2 separate regions of the Triticum aestivum genome follow, and region 2 is linked to region 1. The links are chromatin contacts, called in public Hi-C maps. All regions are on one chromosome and are shown on one strand. The core of a region is the stretch at or near the end of the contact, and the rest is flanking DNA. Distances in the headings are between cores, read along the strand shown. Region 1 holds the start of LOC123188740 (transcription factor PCF6). Region 2 holds the start of LOC123188741 (auxin response factor 3).

The links. A called contact is a pair of places that touch in the nucleus more often than the background predicts.
Region 2: a Hi-C map of leaf shows a contact between it and region 1, with 2.5 times the contacts expected there. The contact joins the promoter of LOC123188741 here to the promoter of LOC123188740 in region 1. A contact is called at or near these places in 4 of 5 Hi-C or Micro-C datasets (leaf and root) and 1 of 1 datasets of contacts at active chromatin or transcription factors (leaf).

What each region holds. Positions count from the first base shown.
Region 1 is chr2A:383,370,554-383,373,616 of IWGSC CS RefSeq v2.1, forward strand. LOC123188740 (transcription factor PCF6) reads right to left here and starts at 1,478. Exons shown (of 2, transcript XM_044600974.1): 1 at 1-1,478. The coding sequence starts at 1,178.
Region 2 is chr2A:383,508,109-383,511,068 of IWGSC CS RefSeq v2.1, forward strand. LOC123188741 (auxin response factor 3) reads right to left here and starts at 1,457. Exons shown (of 5, transcript XR_006495152.1): 1 at 890-1,457.

The DNA.
Region 1 (3,063 bases), core at 228-2,727:
GTGGTGGGGGAGGCCACCGCGACGGCTGGGCTGAACAAGAAGGGTATGTGCGGAGCATCCAGTGGAGTAGACAGCCTCTGGAGCTGCTGCTGGTGGTGGTGGTGGCCGGAGAGGTGCGGCTGCGAATTGGACTGAAGGGTCCCCCTAGTGTTGTTGACACCCACAAGACCCGAGCACATGGAGAAGTTGAGACTGTAGTCTACTGCCGGAGCCGACGCTGGCGCCGCATGGACGGGCATGTAGTGGTCTTGCGAGAAGGAGAAGTGCGGCATGTCCGTCTGCGAATCGCCGCCGCCGGCTGATAAGCTGAAGTGCTGCGCCGGGGCCATGGCGACGGGCACAATGTTGCCCAGGTGCGGGGCCGGGGAGGCGAAGGTGTGCAGCATCCCGTGCCCGGATTTCCTTGGCTGGGAGAAGCCGAGGTAGTCCGCGGTGGCAGACGCGGTCATCTGCTGCCACGAGTTGTGCTGCTTGTGCTGAGCAACAGCTGGGGTGGCGGCCGCCAATCCAGTGAGCAGCTCGGTGAAGGAAGCCGCCTGCGCCGAGGGGGCGCGGCGGCGCACGGCGGCGGTGACCGAGTCGTCCTTGTCCTTCACAGAGGCGCTACGGTCGCGCGCGCGCTCCCTGGCCTTGACGCGGCTGTCGGAGCGAGAGAGCGAGAGGACGGAGCCCTTGCTGGTCTCGGACGTGCTGCTGCAGCCCGATCTGGTGAGCTGCTGCTGCTGGAGCTGCGAGCCGTCGGCCTCCGCGTGAAGAGCAGAAGACTGTTTGTTGGCTGAGGCTGAGGCCGGGTGGTTGGGGAAGGCGGCGGCGTCGAGCTCGGGGAGCTTGTCGATTGCGGCGGCGGCGGCCTTGATGAGCCACTCGACGGCCTTGCTGGGCTGGTCGTAGCCAAGGCGATCCTGCAGGTCGTAGAACTGGATGGCGGTGGCGACGGAGAGGCGGACGCGGCGGTCGCGGATGCCCTTGGCCGTGTAGACCTTGCTGTGGCGGTCCTTGCCGCCAGAGCCGCGCGAGACGCGGTAGATCCGCGAGGAGGGGTGCTGCTGGTGCGGCGGCCACGGCACGAGCGCCAGCCGCTTGGCATCCCCGTGGTCCTGCTCCTGGTCGTGGTCCTGGTCCTCGGGGCGGCCCCGCTTGCCGAGCTCCACGGCTGCGGCGGCGACGCTGAGCTCCATCCGGATGTGAATTGGTCCGCCGGCAAGCCGCCGCCAGTGTCTCTCATGCCCTACCCAGAGCGCATTGGTGGCGAAATTAAGCCAGGCAGGCCGCCGCGGGGAGGCGGGGAGTGGGAGGCGAGCGCGTGGGATGGGGGGCACAGATCTGCGCGCGATCCCGTGTGCGCCCTGGGGCGATGGGAGTGGAGTGGAGGGAGCACGGCGCGGCGAGGGAGGGAGGGAGAGAGGGGAGGTGGAGTGTGAGTAGGACGAGAGGAGACGATGGAGGGAGGGAGGGAGGGAAAGGTCTCCCGATTTTATGAGAGAGGAGGAGGGAGGTGTGCGGAACGAGGCGGTAGGGGCGTACCATTCTATCGGCCACACCAGTAGCGAGTAGCCCATCACTCTCTCGCGCCGCGCCGCAGCGTCATCGGCTAGGCTAGTCGGCCGCCGCCGTAGTACCAGCAACAGCCTAGCAAGCAGCAGCGGGAGCGCGTCGCATCGTATCGGTACATACTACTCCTACGTACTCCCTCCGTCGGTCAATCCATGTCCGATGGCAACTGGCTCGCTCGCTGTCAGACGTTCATCACGGCGACGACGGGAGCCCTCCAACCGGTCCAAGGTCTCTCTCTCTCCGTTCCGTGCCGGCATCAGTGGAACAAACAAACGTTAGCCGTATCCTGGAAATGCCCATGACGTCTCTGTCGCGACCTCCTCCTTTGAAGATTTTTTTTTAGAGTACGCCTTTACCTTATCTTTATAGAAGAAAAGAAAAAATTGTATAAGACTTCGCGGTTGGACGAAGAAGCCTACCACAAAAACGCTTACTCCTAAAAAAAAACACAAAAGCCTACTCTCTCACGAAAGGATCTAACCCCTCAACTCCTAGGCCCGCCTTCTTCCAAAGCTTGATCTCGTCATGTATGAGATGAACAAGGTTGGTCTCCGAGCGGACTTGATCATTGCGGTTGAACACCCGAGCATTCCTCTGCTTCCATAAGTGCCACGCGGTCAGGATGACAAGCGAATCAAAACCTCTCTTGAGCTTTCCATGGAAGAACTTCCGCGCCTTGTCCCACCACACCATGAAAGTATCCTCGGAGCTTGGAATTTGGACGTTGATTTGAAGCAGCCAGAAACAGCCATTCCAAACTTGTCTCGCGTAGACGCATCCAGCGAGGATATGGTCTGTTGTGTCCTCCTCTTGGTAGCATGTGTAACATGCAGAAGCCGTATCTTGGAGACCATGCCTCGCACGTCGGTCCGAAGTCCATAACCGATACTGAGAGGCAAGCCATGCAAAGATTTTGCATTTGAGGGGCGCCCAACTTCTCCATATGCATTGGGCAGCGGCAAACCGAGTCATGCCCTGGCAAAGCATACTATAAGTGGATTTAGTGCTATAGGAACCCGAGGCACTCCAGGGCCAGTAGAAAGCATCATCGTCCGAAGCATTCCTTTGGATCGTCGCCAAGGCATGCTGCAAGTGTATGAGCTGCAGGTGGGCCGTGAAGTATAGCTCGCCCGTGATATCATTGACCCAGGAGTCCTCGAAAAGCGCATCCCGGACTGTTCTTTTTCTCTTCGTGAGCTTGTCCACCATGCCGGTGATCAAAGGGGCGATATCTTTTGCCGCAAACCCGTGAATCCATCTGTCCGTCCAAAAGAAGATCTTGCTGCCCTCTCCAACCTCGATGTGGACCAGACTGTCGAACACCGCTTTGGCTTCTTTGTCCACCATGAGATGTAGCCCTTGCCAAGGCCTTGAGGAATTTGTCCTCCTGAGCCACTCCCAGCGAACGCGCATGGCCAGGCCTTAAGTCCTCAGGTTCTTGACTCCCAGCCCACCGTACGGCTTAGGCCTACAGATGGTATGCCACGCAACCAAGCATTGTCCGCCATT
Region 2 (2,960 bases), core at 207-2,706, 140 kb after region 1:
GCATGATCCAACCCATATTAGTAAATTTTGGGCAGTATAAATAAACTTGCTTATGGAACATAGGTTGTGGTGTAGGGGAAGGTTGCCAACGAAACCTATGCCAGTTCAGAAAAGGGCTAAACAAAAGAAAGAGAACAAGAACAATGGCTTACAGAAATAACTACTTGTGAGCTCAAAGTGGAAATTTCGGACAGTTGAAGCCACATCTTCCATATACTACTATTTAACAATGCTCACTAAAATAGTCCTCCATGATATAATAGGCATGTGTGTTTGAAGACTAAATAGCAGTTACAGAGAGCTTCTTCAGTGGACTTTCTTTGCCTCCGAATTTGCAGGAACCAATGTGTTCAAACTAATATTTAATGTCTCTAGACTAAGGCAAGCATGCAGTATTGACATCTCAAGTTACAGCGTTCAGTCAAGGAGATCCTCAAGTAGTTGTGGAACCTCCCGAAGGAATCAACAAGCATATCCGATGAGGGTGTTTCCACTGGTAGCGCTTCTGGCTTTGTAGCACAACAAGTCGAATATGCATTGGAGCACTGGCTCTGTAGCACAACAAGTCGAATATGCATTGGAGCACCTATTGCTGTAGGTGACTCTGGTTGAAGCGGAAGTGCTTGTCAGACTTCGGAGTCCTACCCTGAGAGCATCAACTTGCAAAGTTTTGGTTAACCTGTTATACAGAAACATCAAAGCTGATACACGAAAAGGCTTAATTTTCTCGACGAATCCACCGACTACGGAAAAAAAAACTCCACAAGGCTAGTCCAGCAAATTTGATCGTATCGAAAACTGCTAGCTCATCTCCAAATCGACATTGGAAAAAAAATCCGCACAATCGAGCAGAACGGGGGATAGATAGACCGCGGGTCTGGGAAGGCACCTGGTGGTCGAGGACGTTGAGGCGGCGGAGCTGGTGGTGTAGCCATTTCCCGGCGACGGGAGAGGAGAGGGGGCGGGGGGTGGGAGCAGCAGCGGGCTGCGGGACGGTGGGGGAGCAGCTCGAGTTGAGCGTGATGATGTCCTCGGATGCCGTCTCTCATCAGCATCGCACTCACCTTGGCGAACCCGCGCGTGGAGCTAGTCCGGCGACGCCGCTGAAGAGGAACGTCCATGAGGCGGAGCCACACGTGGGCGGGACGAGCCACCGCAGGCCGCCAAAGCCTCGCCGGCGACGAAGGGGACGCCGCGCCCGTAACCCTAGCCATGGCTGAGGGTCGGCAGCGAGCGCGGGAGGCCGGATCTGGAGGGATGGGAGGAAGGAGCAGAGCGAGGGAAGGTCTTCAGTCTGCCACCCGCTGTCGGACTCGACGGAATCGGCCGGCGCGAGTGGCCGTGGCGGCGGCGGCGGCGAGGAGTCGCGGGGGAGAGAGGGCTCACGAGAGAGGAGAGAGAGAGGAGGCTTGCCTATGGGGACGGGGGGCTGGGAGCTGGCCAATCTCTCTCTCTCTTGCTTCTCAACGAATCGAACTTTTTTGTCCCGTACCTAGTCCGACGTGTACATTGTGAGAGGGCGCACATTGTGCGCACGTTAATGCTTCTCGATGTAGTATTTGGCATCACTGCTTTGCATTAACTTTAATAAAAATGGAAATGTGCATAATAATGATGTGCTGGTGTTTTCAACCTCTCTTTTTTTGTGGAGGGGGAGGGGGTTGCGCTCATTGTGAGAAGAAAGAATCTTGATTAAACATGTCTACCAATTATTTGTTAATCTTATCCTATTCAACAATATCATCCAAATTGGAAAGCTGAAGAAATAACAATTTTTCTTAGAACACAAGGCGACACACAGTATATACACTACCAAACCCTAGGCGGGCATCATTTGATATATAACAACAAATTACCAATGTGTGTGGATGTCTGGATCCAAAAACAGTTGACTAATGAAAATGCTGTTAGTTGTCGGCCACTAGTCGACTACTAGTAGGGTCATTGTGCCAGTTCAAGGCTTCGACCCTGGTATGCAAAAAAAAGATTAGAATCATGGAAACAATGTGTAAAGGCATGTTTCGATGAAAGTGAAGTACAAAAAGGATTGAATTGTAAGTGAGCATATGTATGAGGTGGAGGATCATAACACAAGGGAGGGGGGTATCTATTCAGATTTGGATTGGATGGGCTTCATGAGAACCCGCTACTCAATTCTCGTGAACAACCAAAAACAAGGTCGGCTTGATGTATCCTTCTGTGTGGTTTTCATGTCAAATCTACACCAAAAGAAAAGTCGCTCAAATTTCTAGTCTCTTTTATCTTGTGTTTTATCCATGTACTCACGTTGTGATAATTCTTCAGTGAGGGGAGCAATGCGGATCGGCTATAGCGACATGAATCCATGTGGAGCGGATAGTCAAAATGGTGTTTACCCGTGATGGATGATGATGTAGTCTTCGTATCGGCCCACTCTCACCTTATGTTGTTTTGTCCTTCCTTTGAGATTGCTTTATGCCTTCATTTGGATGTAATAAGTGTGATATGTATGATGTGTATATCTTATTATGTAGAGGTAGGTGTAAATATTTTGCTGATTGTATTATCTTGTTGTGATTTATCTTTTAAAAGGGTTGATACATTTATTGAATCACTAAAAACTCTACTTATCAAAGAATATTCTTTCCTTTGAGAATTGTTGAACCAAAGAGGCCTGTCCTAGTATGACCCACTCGCATGCCACCTAAGTGTTCAGTTAGGCATTATACAACCGAATTGGGTCCGATGGTGAGGGTGTGTGAGAGCACCAGTTCCCTACGTGTGCTGCCACTGCAGGGCTGATAAAAGCTTTGCTCGAAGATCGAATGGCGTGCACTCTGTTAGAAGAACAAAACGAGTTTATGATCTGTTCTATTTCCAACATCATTTGAGACTTAGACCTTAATTGGGTTGGTCTTTCAACAATTTCTCCTGCCATTGGTTCCTCCTTCTATGAATGGTGGTCATCGATGAGGAATTGT